Regions from separate parts of the Callithrix jacchus genome. Here region 2 is linked to region 1. Evidence: chromatin contacts called from public Hi-C data. All regions are on one chromosome and are shown on one strand. Each heading gives the region's core, a stretch centred on a gene start, on an enhancer-like site or on the middle of the called end of the contact. The rest is flanking DNA. Distances are from core to core; before and after follow the strand shown. Region 1 holds the start of SH3BP2 (SH3 domain binding protein 2). Region 2 overlaps LOC128931649 (a long non-coding RNA gene).

Region 1 (4,554 bases), core at 294-2,793:
GAGTCACAGCCCCAGTGTAGGGGTGAGGGGTGGCCCTGGGCCGGGTGGGTTATCTGCTTGCTCTCATGCCCCACCCACTGTCCTGCTGCCTCCCCGGTAGAGGCCCTCCTCCATTTCACAGATGAGGAAAAGGGCCCCGTTGTCTGAAGATTCTCCTGTACCCTCCCCTGCTTTGTCCCTTCCTCTCCAGCGGCCCTGCCTTGGTCCTGGTCACTCCCTGGTTGGCACCAGTCCCTCCTCTCTGCCTGGACTCTGGGCCTGGACACCTAGTTTTCTGGTTCCTCCCACTTACTCCCCTCCCCAGTTAACCTCTCCTCCCGCAGGGAGGACAGCTATTGTGGCCAGGGATCCCCTTTCTGAGGCCTGGGACCCACTGCTGGGCAGCTCGGGGACAAGTGGACAGTGACTCGGCCCACACTCAGTCCAGCTGCAATCCTGGGCAACTGCTTGGCCTGGCAATGTCTCCTGGAGGCCCTCAGGTATCTCACCCTGAAGGACCCAAACCCAGTCCTTCACCTGCTGCACGGCCAGCCCTGGACACCCCTGCCCCTGCCTGATTTGGAGCATCCCGTCCAGCCCGTTATTGCTGTCTGATGGACTCTGGCCCCTTGCACACAGCACAGAGGTCAGACAGGGCCAGGTCACCACCACCCACCTCCAGCTCCCTTGGGTTCCCAGCAAGAACCTGTCCTTCTTCTGTTCACAGCTTCCTGGGCCCTGGGACCTAGGGTCCAGTCCCTACTCCTCATGGGGAGGAGCCCCCCATGCTCCAAGCAGTTGACCCCTGCAGTGGGGGACTCCGTTCACCCTCCAGCTCTGCAGTCCCTGCCTGGTCTCTCCACCCACCTGGCCCTGAGGGCTAGGAGGCCATTTCCTCCCAGGAAGCCCCCTGCTCTCCGGGCCCCTGCCCTTCACCGAGGAATCTGTGTCTGTAGGTCTACCATTAGGCGGCAGTCTGCAGAGGGTGGTGGTGGAGGAAAGGGAGCCTCAGGGGAGGCCGAGTGAAAAGCACCTGGTCTCCTTCGCCTCCCAGCCTCCGAGAAGACCTCTGAGCCACTAGGGTCCAGACCTGGTCCAAGGCAAGGTCGGAAGTGGCTGAAAAGTACCCTGGAGGCCAGGTGGAAACAGACAAGATTCCCCGGTGCCCGGCAAGCCCCCTCTGCCTCCTCCGCTCCTGTCTTGGCCTGGGCCAGAGTCGCACCCACGGGCAGGGGTGGGGTCACCCAGGATCAGGACCACGGGGTTGCGGGAGTGGACAGCGCCTTTTCCACCTAGCTCGCTGGGCATGGGGCTGTCACAGGGAGGGACACGCAGGAGGAACAGACAGGCTGCCTCGCTCACCGGCGGGTACTGAGCGCCTCCTGCGGACCTGGCGCCTGAGCCCCCAGGGGCCTCCTCCCACCACGTGCAGTCCCCGCCCACCCTGAGGTCCCGGCCCGCCCCACGCTCTGCTCGAGGACTGCGGGAGCGGCGGGGGAGAGGCGGTGCCGGCCCGGGGCGGGGCCAGGAGGGCGGCCGGGGCGGGACGGAGCTGTGGGCGGCGGGCAGCGGGCAGCCGGCCCCGCGGGAGGGAGCGCCTGGCTGCCCAGCGCGCAGCCGCCTCCACCCAGGGCCGGCGGGCCAGTACAGCGCTCGGCGGGTAAGCCTCCGTGGCGGGTCTCGGCAGTCTGGGGGGGGTCTCGGGGGAATCTCGGGGTCTCGGCAGGTCCTAGTGGGTCTCGGGGGTCCCAGGTGAGCAGCGGCCTCTCCGGGCCCCGGGGCCTCCGCGTCCTCGCCGCAGGGCGCACGGGGCCTGGCACGGCGGGGAGGGGGGGGCGCGCTGCTGAAGGGAGCGCGGGCCGGGTGTCCCTTTCCTGGGGTTCAGGGATGACAGGCGATGCGACGCGTCTGTTTCGCCTCCCTCGTGCCCCTCTGGCGCCGCGGCGGGGTCTTGCGGCCGTGCTTCACAGAGGGCGAGAAAAGCAGCCCACTGACGCTGATTCACACTGAAGTGTGAGTGACTGATACCCGGGCGTCTGCAACTCTCTTGGGCAACAGGGAATCTCAGCGGATGGCAGAAGGACTGGGGGAATTAGGGGCCCGGGACAGCCCCTTCCCCTGCAGCCCAGCACTTTCCCGCTGCTCTGGGCCTCTGCGCCTGGTGCCTGCCCTCTGTGAGCACCTCCTGTCCTCTCTCTGTGCCTCAGTTTGCTCATCTGCCAACACTGGGGACAGCTGTGCCTCCTGGTCTAGCGGCCACACTTAAGTCCTTCCAAGTGACTGTGGCCAGGGGTGGGTGCTCCGTGTGGGCTGCTGGGGTGGCCGTGTGGACAGCCTGCCTGGACGACACGTGTGTGACCCTGCAGGTGACACAGGTCGGTGATGAAATGAGTGGAATTCTTTCCACAACCGCCTGAAGGCAGGGCTGATGGCCACCTCCTGACGGAAGCCAGACTGTGGGTTCAGGTCAGCCCTGCACCAACTCCCAGTGCCTGGGTGAGCCGCTGCCCTCACTGGCTCGGGACTGGTGGGACCAGAGGAGGGGCTGGGCTCCACCTGCTCCTGGTTCTTACCACTCTGTCCACTGTGTCCTTTACCCAGACACCCTCGAGGGGCCCTGCTGGAGCCTGTCTCAGGGCCCCACTCCCAGCACGCCACTCCTGGCAGGACAGGGGGCCTGGGACAACGGCTGCAAGGGAATGAGGACTCTGTCCACACCCTCTCCCTGCCAGGCTCCCACTGTCTGGCTCTGTGCCCAAATGGGGCACACACTGGAGGGGGCAGGCAGAAGGAAGACAGGTAGGCAGCTATGCCCGGGAACTCGCAGCCAGGACCATCTGGGGAGAGGGATGCTGACAGGATGCTTTCAGGGAGTCCCCAGGCCTCCAGGGTCATGGGGAAGCCCACCAAGGAGGCTGGCTTGGAGAGGCAGAGGGAGGGAGGGCAGGCTCTGGGCCTGCCTCAGCCCTTCCTGCCCACATGGACAGAGGAAGCAGGGCACTGAGTCAGCCTGAGCTCCCCACCCCCCGCACACGAGCAGGCCCACAGACGGGAAGCCCAGGGGCCGGGAGAGACAAGTTGGCCAGCCTTGGTTCCTAAGGGGCAGGGAGAAAGGGCATGAACTCTGCTCAGGTCCTGGGTGTGAACTCAGATGTCACTACTTTCCATCTGTGTGATCATGGCTAGGAAGCTTCCCCCTGCCACGCCCCCATTTTATCATTCACAACCTGAAGGCTGTGAACCACTTTGTGCCTTGTGGGTGACTGTGAGTGTCCACGATGGGGGATGGTGGTGGTGGCATGTGCTTGGTATTCGGTAACAGTGGGTCGCTGGAGGTGCTATCTCTGGCCCTTGGGGCTGCTGTATGTCCTGGCTTGACAGCAGGGACAGTGGGACCAACTCTGCTCAGGCGGGGTGGGGGCAGGGCCTGGCCTGGAGAGGCCTGGGGTAAAGGGCAGGCTCCCGGGTTCCTGACCACATTGATCGCCTGGGCAAAGGCCTGAGTCCATCAGGAGTGGCTAGTGTTGGGCAGCCCCTGGGTCTTCCTGGGTTCTGTCCCCAGAGCTTCCTTGTGGGGACAGCCTGGGTCTATGACTATGTGGCAGGCTCTGCCCTCCTCACTGGCCTCTGTAAGCCCAGAGCACGTGAGTATATGGCTCTTCAATAACCTGGGTGGCTTGGGCATCACTGTGCAGCCTGGGCAAGTGAGAACAAGGGCAGGCTAGCAGGGAAAAGGCTTGGCATTTGCCAGACGGTGCGAGCTGCCCCACCCCAGGCGCAATGGGGTGGCTCCCACCCCATGGGCCAGTGAATGCAGGGCGTGCAGTCAGGAGGAGTGCTCTGAGCCGAGCAGGTACAGACAGACTGAGCCAAAAGTGGGCGGGGGGAGGGGAGGAGGGGAGTGGCAGACCAGCTTGACGGGAGAGGCCTGTGCACACCAGGTGAGGGCATGGAGGAGCTGGGAGGCGAGGAGAGGGGCCACGCAGACCCTGGAATCCTTCCTCCAGGATAGGTGGCCCCTCCCCAGAGGCCTCTGTGATCTTTCATCCAGGGGCTGGAGACAGTCCCACGTGTGGGCTGCGAAAGTCCCAGAGGGAATAGTGAGCATTTTGGGCTCATGGGCTGGCCCTGCTCCCCGGAGCACTGGAACCCTTCTCACCGATCCTTGGCTGGTGCCTTGGAGCCGGACAGGATGGGGCCGAGAGCAAGGCACTGCCTCTCGGCCACGGGCCAGGACACCTGAGCCTCACAGGTGAATCGTGAATTGCACTTCCTGACCCTGTTTCCTCTTCTGCAAAATGGATGATGGCAACCCCTGGCTCTGGGCCACACTGTGGGATTTGGGCTCTGTGCTGGGCCCCTGACTACAATCACACTTCGGGTTGATGCGAGAGAAGCGTGTGCCCAGGTTCTGAATGGGTGGAGACCTGGGTCAGACAGGAGTCTAGGGCGAGGAGCTTGAGGTGGCACAGGCTTCCAGGAGGGGACACGGGGGCCCTCCCTCAGTCTCATCTCTTCTCCCCCGGTTCTGTAACCTCCAAGGCCACGAGAGCAGTCAGGCCCTGCTCGGCCTTC
Region 2 (4,434 bases), core at 88-2,587, 35 kb before region 1:
GATGCATAGGTGTGGCTCATGGCAGCTGAGGACGGACGGGCACAGCAAGAAGCCCCCACAGCCCCCGAGGGGGAGAGCCTGGTGCGTGGCCTGCAGGCCCTGGTGGCCTTGACAGATCTACCCCCTCTCCAGCCTTCAGTGAAAAGAAGCCACAGCTTGCTTTTGTCATGTATTAAAGACATTTGTAGGCCAGGCGTGGGGGCTCAGGCCTGTAGACCCAGCACTGTGGGAGGCTGAGGTGGGCAGGTCACAAGGTCAAGAGATTGAGACCATCCTGGCCAACATGGTGAAACCCCATCTCTACTAAAAATACAAAACTTAGCTGGGTGTGGTGGCACACGCCTGTAATCCCAGCTGTTTAGGAGGCTGAGGCAGGAGAATCACTTGAACCGGGGGTCAGAGGTTGCCGTGAGCCGAGATCACGCCACTGCACTCCAGCCTGGCAACAGAGCAAGACTCTGCCTCAAAAAAAAAAAAAAATAGCCATGTGTGGTGGTACACCCCTGTAATCCCAGCTACTCGGGAGGCTGAGGCAGGAGACTCACTTGTACTTGGGAGGCGGAGGTTGCAGTGAGCTGAGAGTGTGCCACTGCACTGCCTGGGTGACAGAGCGAGACTCCATCTCAAAAAAAAAAAAAAAGAAAGAAAGAGAAATTAAACTCAAGTTTCTGGATTGAAAGGACCCGTTGAATGCTTAGAACCAAGAATGAAAATAAATATATGCCTAAGGCACATCAGAGGGAGTTTCAGAACATGGGAGACAAGGAGAAGGTCCTGTAAATACCCAGAGAGACACACTAGGTCTCGGCCTGGACCAGCGGCTCACACTTGGAATCGCAGCACTTTGGAGGCCGAGGCAGGCAGATCGCCTGAGGCCAGGAGTTCCAGACCAGCCTGGCCAACACGGTGAAACTCCGTCTCTACTAAAAATACAAAAAATTAGCCAGGCGTGGTAGCAGGCACCTGTAATCCCAGCTGCTTTTGGGGCTAAGGCAGGAGAATTGTTTGAACCCGGGAGGCAGAGGTTGCAGTGAGCCAAGATTGTGCCATTGCACTCCAGCCTGGGTGAAGAAAGTGAAACTCCATCTCAAACAAAAACAGAAATAAAAACAATAGATCCTGTGCAACTGGCCAGGGTCAGAACGCCTTCCGACTTCTCAACAACACAACTAAGGGCTGAAGTCACTGAATGAATACTCTCTGAACGCTGAAGTGCAATGAGTTCCAGCCTAGGTGTTTACACTCAGCCAAACTGCTAACCGCGAGTGAGGTTGGAAGAGAGAACCTCAGAATGCTAAGTCCTCAAAAAATGCACATCCCCGGCCCCTTTCTCAGGAAGTGACCCGAGGGTGTGGTGCGTCAAAGAGTGAACTGGGAAAGAGGAAGTGGTGGGATCCAGGAAGCAGGGATCCTGCTGAAGAGAAGGGCGGAGAGCCTGGCCAAGGGAGGCCCCCGGCTGAAGGCTGGGCCCCCGCTCAGAGTCCATTTTGAGTTGGCGGAATGTCTGACGGACTGAGACGCTTTGGGGGAGGTTGGGACATTTGGCAGAATTCGGAGTCGAATTAGTAATAAGAAAGTGAGCAGAATTAGAAAGAGCATTTATTAACGCCGGGGGAAACGGAGTGAGCAGGGAGGGGAAGTCACCATGACACATTACGTGGCTCAGGTATGAGAGAGTTTGTGCGGTCTCCTCACAATGGAAACTGACCACTGACCTGAGTCAAAGATGAGTTATAATGATACTGGAGGGCAGGGAATAGCAAGGGAAGAATGCTTTTCAGGGATCTGGAGCTGAAACCAAAAGAACGAGCTGAAAGTTGAAGGCAGTTGCCTCCAGCGATGCGAACACAGGGAACTGCTGTTTTTCGTAAGAAACCTTGTAAAACTAGGTAGCTGTTTAAATTATGTGCACGTGTCCACATGTGGTGGCTCCTGCCTGCAATCCTAGCACTCTGGGAGGCCAAGACAGGAGGATCCCTTGAGCCTGGGAGTTCGAGACATGCCTGGGCAAGATGGCAAGACCCCATCTTTGCAAAAACTAAATTATCTGAGTGTGGTGGTGCACACCTGTAGTCTCAGCTGTTTGGGAGGCTGAGGCGGGAGGATCACAAGCCCAGGAGCTGTGACTGTGCCACTACAGTCTAGCCTGGGTAACAAAGCACGACTCTGTTTCTAGAAAGAAAAGAAAAGAAAAAAGAAAGAGTTCATAAATCTGATGAAATGTAGAAACTAAATCTGAAACACACTCATAATTTAGATGCCCAGTTTTACCTGGTTGTTAAGTCAGCGGGATATGAACCTGTGCCTTGGGATTGACAGATTTCTGTGCAGCACTACAGCAGGTCCCTGTTGTCACAGGGCCACCCAGTACCCCCATAAGTGTGGTATTGACAGGGAAAAGAGCATTTTACCAGTTCAGGTCTGTGCACACCGGCCAGGGAGCACCTCTCGGCGGCCTCCTGCACTTGTGAGCGCAGGGAGGGAGCACAGTTGCCGTTGGGGGTCCCCGTCATGGCGCAGTGGGGGCTGTATGACAGCACAGCCCTATCCTGCTAACACCTGGCCAAGTAGAGTGTGCAACTGGGGGATTCTCATCCGCTGATCTTTTTTTTTTTGAGACAGAGTCTTGCTCTGTCACCCAGGCTGAAGTGCAGGGGCGTGATCTCGGCCCACTGCAACCTCCACCTCTCTGGCTCAAGCACTTCTCCTGCCTCAGCCTCTTGAGTAGCTGGGATTACAGATGCCCACCACCACGCCTGGCTCATTTTTGTATTTTTAGTAGAGATGGGGTTTTGCCATGTTGGCCAGACTGATCGTGAACTCCTGACCTCAGGTGATCCACCCGCCTCGGCCTCCCAAAGTGCTAGGATTACAGATATGAGCCACCACACCTGGCCTGACTGATCTTTTTTTTTTTTTTTTTTTTTTGAGACGGAGTCTTGTTCTGTCACCAGGCTGGAGTGCAGTGGCATGATCTCAGCTTACTGCAACCTCCACCTCCTGGGTTCAAGCAATTCCCCTGCCTCAGCCTCCTGAGTAGCTGGGACTACAGGTTTGTGCCACCACACCCGGCTAATTTTTTGTATTTTAGTAGAGAGGGGTCTCACCATGTTGGCGATCTCTTAAGCTTGTGAACTGCCCACCTTGACCTCCCAAAGTGCTGAGATTAGACCGATCTTACAGTAAGCACACACAGGAATGTGTAGTAATAAAATGCTGCTTTTACCTGCCTTTATATATGGGGGTGCCACTAAGTTTTATCTTCAATGAGGAAAAATGCTACCTCACTCTTTTCATTTGTATTTATTTTATTATTAGTGAAGCAGAACAGTGTCTTAGGCCATTTTGTGCTGCTGTAGCAGAATACCCCAGACTGGATCATTTATGAAGAACAGAGATTTATTTCTTACGGTTCTGGAGTCCGGGAAGCCCACTGTCTAGAGGCCCACACTGGGACAGGGGCCTCCTTGCTACATGACCCCGCGGAGGAAGATGGAGGGGCACGCCCCAGAGAGAGAGGGAAGGGGAGGAGGCCAAACTCGTTCTTTTACTAGGAACCTACTCCCGCGAGAACGAGCCCACTGCAGCTGTAATGCCATCAGTCAATCCGTGAGGGCTCTGCTTCCTAAAAGTCCCACCTTCCAACACTGGTGCACTGGGGACTACATTTCTAATACATGAACTTCTAGGGTCACGTTCAAACTTAACACGCATGTTCATTTATTCTTTTATTTTTAGAGTCGGGATCTCATTTCATCACCCGGGCTGGAGTGCAGTGTCACCATGGTGAATCATTACAGCCTTGAACTCCTGGGCTCAAGTGGTCCTCCTGCTTCAGCCTCCTGAGTAGCTGGGAACTACAGGTGGGCACCACCATGCCCAGCTTATTTCTTTTTATTTTTTAGTAGAGACCAGGGTCTTGCTATGTTGTCCACATTGGTCTGAACTCCTGGGCTCAAGCGATCCTCCCACCTCTACCTCCCAAAGTGCTGGGATTACAGGTGTGAGTCAACGTGCCCTGCCAGGGATTAATTGATTGGTTCATTGATTTTTAGTGATAGGGTCTTGCTCTGTCACCCAGGCTGTAGTACAGTGGTGTGATCACAGCTCACTGCAGCCTCCACATCCTGGGCTCAGACTGTCCTCCCGCCTCAGCCTCCTGAGTCATAAGATTTTAAACTATGGGCATTTTCAGTCTTGCTGTTCACACGTGGTTAATTCTCTACTCTGGCACTTTCCTAAGCAACTATAAGCCTCAAATGTTTCATTGTCTTTTTTTTTTTTTTTTTTATAGACGGGGTTTCACCATGTTGGTCAGGCTGGTCTTGAACTCCCAACCTCAGGTGAGCCGCCCACCTTGGCCTCCAAAGTGCTCAGATTACGGGCATGAGCCACCGCACCCAGCCTGTTTCACTGTCGAAGAGTGGCCCAGGG

Evidence for each region. A called contact is a pair of places that touch in the nucleus more often than the background predicts.
Region 2: a Hi-C map of induced pluripotent stem cells shows a contact between it and region 1, with 2.7 times the contacts expected there. The contact joins the enhancer-like site here to the promoter of SH3BP2 in region 1. A contact is called at or near these places in 2 of 3 Hi-C or Micro-C datasets (induced pluripotent stem cells and skeletal muscle).

Annotation. Positions count from the first base shown.
Region 1 is chr3:190,352,410-190,356,963 of calJac240_pri, reverse strand. SH3BP2 (SH3 domain binding protein 2) reads left to right here and starts at 1,543. Exons shown (of 14, transcript XM_078367670.1): 1 at 1,543-1,639.
Region 2 is chr3:190,387,799-190,392,232 of calJac240_pri, reverse strand. It overlaps LOC128931649 (a long non-coding RNA gene), which reads left to right. Exons shown (of 3, transcript XR_008480329.2): 2 at 3,739-3,863. Among named protein-coding and RNA genes, the nearest start is that of TNIP2, 14 kb to the left of the region's middle. Within about 2 kb of position 1,337, at least 2 of the 16 cell types and tissues checked have an H3K27ac peak or open chromatin away from gene starts, as enhancers often do.